Linked DNA regions of Mus musculus: region 1 is linked to region 2. Evidence: chromatin contacts called from public Hi-C data. All regions are on one chromosome and are shown on one strand. Each heading gives the region's core, a stretch centred on a gene start, on an enhancer-like site or on the middle of the called end of the contact. The rest is flanking DNA. Distances are from core to core; before and after follow the strand shown.

Region 1 (5,860 bases), core at 2,727-5,226, 150 kb before region 2:
CAGTCCTCAGCAGAGCTTTGTCACTTTTCTGAGGCAGTAGGGGGCCGAGGTGCAGGCTCTGTAGCAAGTTCATATGCTGGTAGCTGCCTTTGGAGCAGGGAGCTCTCAGCTCAGGAGCCTGTGGGGAAGGCGCACTCACCAAGGCAGATCCATCTAGAGTATTTGGGGAAGCAGTCTTTATCACATCAACTTCGTGAAATCCTGAGATTAGAAAACGGTAGGTTAGGACCTGGCCTCAGATCCCAAGAACAAGGACCTCGGTGTTGCATGTTGCATGTGCTCATGGGAAAAACTTATTCCTGTGTACAAGAGCCTTGGCAGCTCAGTGGGTAGCACGCTCAACTTTACTTGAAGCTTCCAGGTGCCAAACCACTTCGTGCCTTGGCTGTCTATCCCACTGCCGTGGAAAAGGGATTCTTCCCATCTCTGAGCCTTTATTAGCTGCTCCCTCATCTACCCATGGTGTTGGGACCAAGCCTCCGAAACCTCTGAGCAGCCCACTTGTTGCAGCTTGGACACCGCTGTAGGACCACCTTACCCCTATCTCCGTGGGAAGTTCTGGATTGGCTAGAAGCAGTATTTGCTGGGTATAGGGAAGGGCTGGACGCTGTACTGTTTCCAGACCGCCGCCCAGCTTTTTGGCCAATTGTGCATTTGAACCTTCTCTACGGGAAACATTGTGGTCTGAGCCTTGAGGTTTTGGTTTTGCCATTCCATTGTCGAGTAGGGAGGTAAAGGGATCTTGAAGCCATGGCATTTGTCATCTGGGGACTCAGAGCTGTTCTAGAGAGGAAGCCGAGCTGGGCAGAGCTGCACAACCTTGAACACAGGTGCATAGATCCTTCCACTTCAGAGCCACCCAATGGTGCTTGCTTCCCCCACCCGTTCACAGACGTCTTTGGCCTGAGTGTTTAGGAAACGAAAATTCTGAGTCTTGTGTCACAGGAAGGTCCAGCCTTACACCTCATCATGGTAATACAACCCCCCCCCCCCCCGCCCCCCTGACTTCTCTTTGGATAACCCGAGGCTGAAAAAGATAGGCATCTGATCTAGCTTGGGTAGAGTAGGCCTGGGGAAGGGAGTGAAGCAGGTTCATGCCTTGGGGCTAGGGCAGTGGCCAAGTCACCTGTCTCCGAACGAACACTTAGCGGTGACTACTCAGACCGTGGGGGAAGTTGGCTCCAGCTCGCTCTCTCCAGGGTGAGTCTCTTGGGAGGCCGCTGGGTCAGTGCCCCTGAGTAGTCAAAAGTGGAGACCGGATCAACCTTGGCCTCAAAGCCCCCACTGCTGCAGAGGAATGCAGTCTCTGGCAGGGAAATGTTTTTCACTGCCCTTGGAACCTGTGTTGTTCATGTCCAAGAGTCCAAAGAAAGGGCTGATTTCCTGAGGCTGGGGTCAGCCCCTGGTACATGCAGGCCCTTGCTTTCTTCGAAGGACCAGCTGGCCTTCTCTGTCTCCTTTGCCGTTCATATTTTCCTCTGGGCCATTGCTGTATGCTCTTTGTGTCAGGACAAGGAAGAGGGCAGGTTGGAAAGGCACAATTGGATGCATCTAGTAGTGTATACAAGTCCCTTTTAAGATTCTGGCTCTGGTCCTGCTGTGTTCTCACGGTGCCAGCCACAGGTGACCGAGTTTCAGCAGCGGAGTCCTGTTTCTCTCGGGCAGTGAGTTCCTACCCAGCCCTGCCTCCAGAGCAAGGTTGGGTGGCTAGAGACCTAGGCTGTTCTTTCCCTGGAAGATGCTGCCTCTTCCCGTCTTTGCTTTTTACTGCCCTGCCTTTGTTCGTGCTATGAAATGACCACACCCTATGTACTTGGCTGTAAATAAAGACAAATAAAAACAATGAATTCAACTCTTCACTCCTTTGTGGGTGCCTGGTTAGCAGCAGTCTCCGAAGCCTGCTGTGAGAATTGGGCGGAGGGAGGGCTGGGCCTTGCATTTCTGGAGGAAGCAGGGGTGCTTAGCCTGCCTCCTGTCCTGGTCTTGGGATGTGTGTGGGACAGACTCCCAGGGCTCTCCCAGGGTTAGTTACCTTGCACTCCCTATCACATGGTTTCTGGGAGGCTGAGGTTCTAGGAACGCTGACACTGTTCTCACTGATGTCCTTTGTGTAGCCTCTGCCGCCTTCCAGACCTACCCACTTCTCTCTGTTGAAAAGGAGAACTAAACCTAGGTGGAGTGAGCTAGGGGTGGGGTCGGGGGAGGGAAGGTAGCGGGGTGGGGCATGTGTAAGGAAGCTTACATTAATGACAACTCACTATGATGTGAATGAAGGTATATGTGTGTACTTTTAAAACATACATGTGCATGTATGTATGTATGTGTACTATATATGTGCATGCAACGCACAAAGTGTTGGAGTGAGGCACCATGTGGGTGCTGGGACCCAAACCTGGATCCTCTGAAAGAGCAGTAAGTGCTCTGAACTACTGAGGCATCGCTCCAGCCTTTCTATTCTTGCTTGATTATTTATTGATTGATTGATTGGTTCTTTGAGGTAAGAGTCTTGCTATATAGCCCTGTGCCATGTTGACCAGAATGGCCTCTGAACTCAGAGAGATCCACCTGCCTCAGCCTCCCAAGTGCTGGGATTAAAGGCACACACAATCACATCCAGCTTATTCCTGTTTTTAAAAGACCTACATCCAGGGCCTTTCACACAACTGGCTTTTGCTCTTTGTCGTTCCTGACAGTTCCCATGTCTTAGCTTCCCTTCATCTCTACTTCTCATCCTGTCTTTCCAGATGCTTGCTTTTTGCTAACCCTGGAACTAGGCAGGCCTCTGGATAGGAGCCTCAGCAGTGTCCCCTCTTTCCCTAGGGTGGTTTTGCTGGTGAGGCAGGGCAGTGATGCTGCTCTTAATTCTTTCTATGTGTATGGCTGTTTTGCCTTCATGGTATATCGGTACCGCTTGTTTGCATGGTATCCTCAGGCCAAAAGAGGGCATCAGATGCCATGGAATTGAAGTCACAGGTAGTTGTGAGTCTCCCAGTTTTAGCTCCAGATTAACATTGCTTTAATGAAGCCATCAATGGGCTGGCTTGCAGACAATGGCTTCAATACAAGGAGTAGAGAGAGGGTCTTGGAACATGGCATTGTAGGCTTCAAGAGACTAGGGTAGGTGGATTCCTTCACGATATGCTGGGGGTGTTTAGGTGCTTTAAGGCGGATCTAAAGTTTAAGTTAATGGCACATACCTGTGACCCCAATATTAAGCTGAGGCAAGATGACAAATTTGAAGTCATCTTGGGTCACATACAAAGACCCTATCTCAGAAAAATCCCTCCCAATCGCCCCTTCGCCACCACAAAGAGAACAATTTAAGAGGTCATTTTCTCGACTGGGGATGTTTCTTGGTACCAAAGCACCTGCCTAGCATAAGCAAGAGGTCCAGGCTCAATCCCCAACATTGCAAAACCGAAACTATGAGCTAGCTGTTACCCTAGTCTTGCGTGTATACTTACATACATATTTCAATAAACCATGAGCTAAAATAACATGGGAACCCATTAGAGACAGGACTAAGCCCTGGTATATACATCTTAGGAACATAAAACTACCCTCTATGTAAACACCACATCTACCCTGGGCCCTGACTTGTACTGTTTGGATTCAGTGGCTCCAAGGACTTGTGTGTTGAGTTCTGACTGTCCTGGCTGGGGCAAGCCAGCACCTGGTGACAGCTCCCCTGCCTGGACGGGATGCTCATCACACGTGTGCATTTCAGAGGAGCCCTCCCAGTGCCATCTGCTTCCTCTGAAGTAAACGGCCTCCATTGTAAAATCACACTAGATTTTTCCTGTGTTTGTTATGTGTTCACTCATACTTAAACAGACAGACAGACAGACAGACAGACAGACAGACAAACACCCCTCCAAAAAGCAAACCAAACCTGTGAAGGATGCTAAGAAATGTGCTGGTTCTCCGGGATCACTGGAAAACTGAATTCAGCTGCTGCAAAGGTCTAACCTAAATGACAGGAAGTCTGGTGTGTGTCTGCCATCTAGTGGTGGGGATTCAGACGGCAGCAGGAGTGGGTGGCTTCAGTTCCTGGACAGCCATTTGACTGGCTATTGATATTTAAGAGATGTATACTCAGGTGCTATTAAAAGTATTAACTACTAATATGACTTTAAAAAAATATTTAAGCCTCCACTAGAGCACATAGAAACTAACTCCCTTAATTTCTCCATGGCAACAATTGTGAGTGGATTGGGATGGGGGGAGGGAGTGTGGATGTGTGTGTGGATGGGTGTGTAGGTGTGAGTGTATATGTGTGTGTGTAGGCTAGAAGTTGTCAAGTGTCTTCCTCAATCACTCTCTTCTTCCTCTTCCTCCTCCTCCTCCTCCTCCTCTTCTTCTTCTTCCTTTCTTCTTCTCCTCTTCTTCTTCTTTCTCTTCTTCCTCTTCTTCCTCTCCTCCTCCTCCTCCTCCTCCTCTTCTTCTTCTTCTTCTTCTTCTTCTTCTTCTTCTTCTTCTTCTTCTTCTTCTTCTTCTTCTTCTTCCTCTTCCCCTCTTCCTCTTCCTCCTCCTCCTCCTCCTCCTCCTCCTCCTCCTCCTCTTCTTCTTCTTCTTCTTCTTCTTCTTCTTCTTCTTCTTCTTCTTCTTCTTCTTCTTCTTCTTCTATTATTATTATTATTGATAATATCCCACTATGTAGACCAGGCTGGTCTCTAACTCACAGAGACCTGCCTCCTGCCTTCTTGGGTGCTGGGGTTAAAGGTGTGTATCATCACGTCATCCTATACCATTTATTTATTTATTTATTAGGTGTGTATCATCACGTCATCCTATACCATTTATTTATTTATTTTAGAGGGGTTTCTCTCATGTGGCTAGAGACCACAGGTTCTGTAAGGTGGCATGTCCCTGCCCACGAAATGGATGTGTGCTGTAGGATCCAGAGGATTCTGGGACTGCATTCAGGCCCTCATGCTTGTATGGCCACCTCCCCAGCCCCAAGGCTACAGCTGTTTCTACTACAGTAGTTTTTACAGGCTGCTATCATCAGCTGTCTATGTGCATGTGTGCACATGTGTGTGGTTATTATTATTTTAAAAGCATCACTGGGATCTACCCTGAGAACTCTGAGCCTGTAGACCTGGAAGAGGATCAGTGATAACAGGTTGTTGGGGTGAGGTGGATCAGCTCTACAGGGAGGGTTGGAACCCCAGGACCTACCTTGTGCATTTTTACCCATAGGGACCCTCACACCCTGGTGTTCCTAGCACTTGTAATGCTGCCTCTCCCAGACATGTCCCAAGCATTGCAGATGGGGACTGGAAAGGTAAAATTCACTGCAATTAAGGGAAGAGAGAAGGAGCCACTGGAGTCCTTTCATTCTTTCAGTTAAAAGCAGACCGTGGGGAGATGCCACTTGTCTCCATAGATGCCACCCCACACCAGCTCTGTTTTGCACAACAGTTCCTGGAGAGCAGGGAGTGTGTCTGCATCACTGAGCATCCAACATGGCCCACCAGAGTTCCATTGGAACAAGGTACTAACTAGAGAAAGTCCCATGGTGCCTTACATGACTGGAACCTGCTTTTGGCCATAACCTCCCATCGGTTTTGGGACTGTGTAGACTGCTGGCAGGGTACCAGCCTCCCTAGTTCTCTGAGAACTGAGAGTATGGCCTCCATCTTTATCAATTTAGTGGCTTAGTAGGTCACATAAGGTGACAGACACAATGTGATTTAGGAACAATGAAAGGATAATGAGTGAGTGTGCTGCTCAGTTCAGTTCACTATGCAGCTAGCCTTGGTGGTACTAAAAATTGATTGAGTTTAGCTCAGACCAAAGTATTGCTTGTTTTCTTCCCCCGTTGCTGTGATAAGAATACCCTGGCAAAAGAAACCTA
Region 2 (5,464 bases), core at 1,345-3,844:
CACTCCCCCTTTTTGGCCCTGGCGTTCCCCTGTACTGGGGCATATAAAGTTTGCGCGTCCAATGGGCCTCTCTTTCCAGTGATGGCCGACTAGGCCATCTTTTGATACATATGCAGCTAGAGTCAAGAGCTCCGGGGTACTGGTTAGTTCATAATGTTGTTCCGCCTATAGGGTTGCAGATCCCTTTAGCTCCTTGGCTACTTTCTCTAGCTCCTCCATTGGGAGCCCTGTGATCCATCCATTAGCTGACTGTGAGCATCCACTTCTGTGTTTGCTAGGCCCCGGCATAGTCTCACAAGAGACAGCTACATCTGGGTCCTTTTGATAAAATCTTGCTAGTGTATGCAATGGTGTCAGCGTTTGGATGCTGATTATGGGGTGGATCCCTGGATATGGCAGTCTCTACATGGTCCATCCTTTCATCTCAGCTCCAAACTTTGTCTCTGTAACTCCTTCCATGGGTGTTTTGTTCCCAATTCTAAGGAGGGGCATAGTGTCCACACTTCAGTCTTCATTCTTCTTGAGTTTCCTTGTCGAAGATCAAGTGACCATAGGTGTGTGGGTTCATTTCTGGGTCTTCAATTCTATTCCATTGGTCTACTTGTCTGTTCTGAGCATCTCTTCATCTGAGTTATCTCGAGGGTAAAACAAAGTGTTGGTGTATGAGCAAACGCTCTGTAACTTATACCATTCCCTGCAAACATTAGTTATCTCTGCTTTCCCCCACCACCTTTCTCCTCACTGTGATAAACAGTGTTTTCGTTTTAAACAATCAGCCATTGACCCAAAGCTCACAGCTAATGCACCTGCCAATGGGCCTAATAATGAAAGCATCGATTATTGCAACCTTCACGCTTTCCACCTCCCTTTTAGAAGAGCCGGATCTCAGCCACACCGCTCATGCTGGTCATTTCATTCAAACGAGCTCTCTCTGACTTAAGGTGCACCTGCTCTTTGACCTGGCCAGCGTTCCCAGTGTGAGTGGGGGGTTGGAATGAGCATCCTCTCTGAGAAGGGCCCACTCTCCTCTTCCCAATCCGGTGAGGCCATGGGGGTGGGGGCTGGGCAGTGTTGTTAGACAGGAAACTTGCTCAAAGTCATCCAGCTCGGGAGGGTCAGGCCTGAGTGCCAGAACAGAGGTCTGATTCTATACCGCTTGCTTTCTCACAGTGCATCCTTGGTACTAAATGGCCCTGGACTCCTGAGAGATCAGAGTAGTGGTCATGGAGGACACTGATACACACTGCCATGACTATGTTGGCATCACAACATGGAGACGTTGAGGAATAGCTATTAGACAGTCTCTCCTCCCCACAGGGCCGTCACCCTGGCTACCTAGGTTTCTCCAAGCCTCCTCTCTTCAAAATCCATCAACTTCAAGGGTTAATACAGGCAGAGCAGAGAACCTCCACCATCCAGTTCTCCTTGTGGGGCTGATGATCAGTCCTGACAGTGTCACCCCATCATAGCTGACTGCAACATCCTCACTACTGATACTACACTGAGAGTCTGTGGTCTAACCGCTGGATTGAGCCTACTCTTTAAAGGGATACCGGTTGCCAAGTTAACTGTGCTGAACTTAGAGGGTGGGAAAGAGCCTCAGATCTTCGCTCTTAATTGTCATTAGTAGAGTCTAAGGAATTAGCATTCTGGGAAAGCATGGCACCTACTCTGAGAACTCAAGCTTCCCTATATCAGTACTGAAGAGAGTGACGTGCGCTCTTTCCAGGAGCTTCAGGTTCTCTGTCATTTCAGGTTCTGTTGCACTTCTCCCTCTAAACCCCACCCTGACAGGATCTGCCTTGGTCCTCATCAGGTAGCTGAAGAAAAGAGAGGTATGGAGCAGGTGAGAGCTGGGCTCAGGGCTGGGGAGAGAGCTGTGACAGAGGTGGCTGAGGAGGGTTGGAAGCCAAGGCCCTGCGTGTCACCTCACGAGTCACAAATCTCACTGTCTCTAAGCAGCCACCCAGCTTCTCAGCCACCAGTTCCCAGCCCTGGCCCTGGCCCTGGCCCATGGCCCAGTCTTCGGCTGGTTTGCACCATGATTGCAGAGTAGGTTTTAAAATTAGGATCTTTCCTAGTTCTGCATTGTTTATGTCAGACTCTGAGAAGCCTGTAAACACTACCCACCCACCTCCGCTCCACCTCCTTCCTTTCTGACCACATCCGCTTCTCTTTGGCACACAGGCAGACATATTACCCCCCCTCCCCTCCCCTCCCCCCAGCTTCTATCGCAGAGAAAAGAAAATTTCCCATGTTCCCCAAGGTTCCTGAGTCCTGGCAGAGGCCTTATCTTTAAGTGGAGATTTCTCTCATTTCCCAGCCTCACGATAGATTCACTAGCACCATGACACCTTGGGATGTGCCTATCTTTCACCACCACCTCCAGGTCAGTTATCCCGCCTGGGACCCAGAAATCTCTGCGGACTTCTCTACTTGACAGCCCCGAGACCTCAGGTGGGAGGCCAGTTTTCTGGGTCACGTCTGAGGATGGTTTGCCGCTGACTCGAGTTCTCAGCTTCCTGGAGCAGAGTGTCTTTTCCATTCCCATGGCTGCGCAAGCTGGCAGCCTGCACACAGAAGGGTGTTTAGTCATACCTGCAGAGCAGTTCTGCAAGACCCAGTGGGTGTCTCCTCCAAGGATTGTGCCCGCAGGCCACACAAGCCCTTTTAGTCCCTTAATGGGCACAAAGCCTAGTGGCAGGCAAGGAGCTCCCCCCCCCCCCCATTCTCACGGAGATCACGGCCCATAGGGTGATGGAACAGATGGCTCTCCCTAATGTTCCTGCTCGGCTGCTATGTGGACCAAGAGGAAGCAGTGCTTGGTGCATTACAGCTGCTTTTCAGGTGCTGTTATGCAGATTGCTCTTTTCAAACCAAGGTTGAGCAACCGGGGCCTGAGAATCCTCCAAGGGAATTTTCCTCCCCTTATGCAGATGGGATTGCACTATTTATTTCACTTTCATCCTGAGGAGGTGACAGGAGGGTAAGCAGCCAAATTTCACTTATTCAGTGGGGACACTGAAATAGAGAAATGCCAAATCATGGCACAACTCCAAGAGAACACAGTTTTCCAAATTCTTTTCACAAAGTTTTTGGTGAGCACTTACTTTGTTCCAACATTATGTTTACCTTGTGACACGGAAGATCTAGAAAACACACACTGGCACGCGCACATGCACCACACAGAAGACCTAAACACACACACACACACACACACACACACACACTCACACTCACACACACTCACACACATGCACAGAGCATAAACACCTTACAGGGTAAAGATGACTAGCAGAAATTATATGAACAGAGGCTGTTCGTATCTTTCTGAGAGACGACTGAGTTCCAATTACCTTGCAAGCTCTTTCATTTTGAATTTTCTTATGTGCCCAACCAAGAGGGCAGAATACATTCCCGAGTAGGTAGACCTTGGGCTGTATCTCTATACTTTGACTCAAGACTTGGGTCTTTGTACTGATAGAGTTGGGTTCTGAGGACCATAAAGGGATGTGCCTTCAAACAAAGAGACATCATGTCTGTCCCCAAGAGATGAGCTGTGTATTTCATAAGCGAAGATTACATATACCTGGTTCTTCTGGCTCTAGGGTCACTAGGGGCCCAGTGTCTATTCACGGTCCTCTCCAGGCTTCTGGTTCCTTCAGAGTGTCCTGCATTATCTGTGGCTGAGAAGATGCTGGGGCTCTGAACTCTGATAGCTTCTCCATGTGCAAACTGGTAGAAGGAGGTTCCACTCCTGCCTGTACACTACCTGGATCCATCCTCAAAGCCAAGCTTCAACTAGAGTCCCTGCCAAAATCTAGGATTCCATAGCTCCTAACTGTGACACTCAGTCTCTTTGCACCCCCCTCCTTCTCCTCCTCCTCTTCCTCCTCTTCTTCCTCCTCTCCTTGTGCCCTGTCACTAGCTGGGAGGAAATGTAGCTCATTTATTTGCATGTACACCAGCCAAGTGGGATTCCTAGTGTGAAACCTTCCAGTGGGGCCTTAGAGATGGACATTGTGGGATCTCCCCATTTACCCCAACCTCATAGTAGTTTGCTGACGCAGTCTGGGTCTGCAATCTCATTGCCACAGAGCACCTGCAGTTATAGCTATTTATAAAGGTGAGGCTAGATTTCTGTGGTCGAGTGCAATGGTATCAGTCATCTGTTGGTGACAATGAACAGTGAGAATGGTCAGCTGTGCAGGGGATGGGGGTGGGCAGCCCTTGAGTGAAGGGGAACCACTCTGTGAAGCCTTGAAATCTGGACCTAAACTTGTGTTAGCTTTAAAAGCTGAGGTCAGGACAGGTCCCCCTCCACCCCCTTCAGATTAGTCGGCCCAGAAGTTGTTGTGATTTTCCACTTGTCTGATTAAGGAGAACACATCTTCAAGGTCAAGAACATACTGATGAAGAGACAGTTGTCAAATCTCCAAGATACAAAGAGGCATCAGACATTTACCAGGTGAATGAAGAAGAACAGTTTCCTGGGCCCACAGGTGGCAGCAGGGGAGCAGGGGCACTAGGCCCCACTAGGGCCAGACAGTGCTATCACCCTTCTCCTGCTTTGGTGGCTATTGGAACATTAGTGATCCGGGTGGGGGGGAGTGACCATGTTAAACCCAGCTCCTCTGATCATATCTTACAAGAGGCTCATGGATTTCCTAGGTGCTCCATAGCATTGGGAAGAGAGGTGATGCCCCCCTGTACTCCTGCCTGCCTTCTTTAGCCAGCCCTATGGACAAGACAAGAATGGCCAGAATAAACCAAGAGAAATATCTGGGGCAAACAGAGTTGGGGAGAGAATAGACAAAAAGTCTGAGGAACCAGAACACAGCCTGGCAAACCCCGGGGTCTGGGTCTCCAAGCCAAGGGTGGGCCTGAGGAAGGAAGGACAAGATCTGAGGACTTGGAGGTTGACCAGTGTAGGCTGAGGCCTCTTGGCCTCAGTGGTCTAGCAGACTTCCAACGTCTGGAAGCCAAGAAATAAAGTCAAACTCAGAGAAGTCTGTTTGTTGGCATAAGAACAAGGCCAAGAGAACCACAGAGCAAAATAGCTGTGGTGACTAAGTTAGAGATGCTCAGGGCAGACAGAGGGCAGGACCCTCAAAAGTCAGATATTAAGATATTACCACTACCAGTATTTACTGGATGCCAAGCAGTCTACTAAACGATCCACACAGCGACCTTCCAGCAGGCGTGTTGTTTTGGTTATTTCATGCGGAAGCTGAGACTCAGGCAAATCACTCAATAATGTCACACAGCAAGGACGTCGCAGAGGTGGGAGGGGCCTGGCATCGACTCCGCAGCTCCAGTGCACACTCTTCAGTCGGTATATGGCTGTCACAGCGAGTACAAGCCTGGGTCCTCTACCCTTATCCTCTCCACACCGTTCCCCAAGCACTGGTGACATCAGGGCTGAGGCACGCTGAGGGGAGGATGCGGTGCCAGAGGATTAGGA

Evidence for each region. A called contact is a pair of places that touch in the nucleus more often than the background predicts.
Region 1: a Hi-C map of cerebellum shows a contact between it and region 2, with 2.6 times the contacts expected there. The contact joins two enhancer-like sites. A contact is called at or near these places in 7 of 484 Hi-C or Micro-C datasets (cerebellum, cerebral cortex, cortical neurons and 3 more), 2 of 115 datasets of contacts at active chromatin or transcription factors (differentiating embryonic stem cells and large pre-B cells) and 1 of 9 other capture datasets (embryonic stem cells).

Annotation. Positions count from the first base shown.
Region 1 is chr1:167,218,882-167,224,741 of GRCm38.p6, reverse strand. It overlaps a transcript of Uck2 not described here. Among named protein-coding and RNA genes, the nearest start is that of Gm46170, 45 kb to the left of the region's middle. Within about 2 kb of position 3,976, at least 28 of the 459 cell types and tissues checked have an H3K27ac peak or open chromatin away from gene starts, as enhancers often do. A contact at or near this core is called in cerebellum and cerebral cortex, where this site is marked.
Region 2 is chr1:167,067,106-167,072,569 of GRCm38.p6, reverse strand. All of the region lies in intron 1 of Fam78b (family with sequence similarity 78, member B), which reads right to left. Among named protein-coding and RNA genes, the nearest start is that of Gm33610, 35 kb to the left of the region's middle. Within about 2 kb of position 2,594, at least 18 of the 459 cell types and tissues checked have an H3K27ac peak or open chromatin away from gene starts, as enhancers often do. A contact at or near this core is called in cerebellum and cerebral cortex, where this site is marked.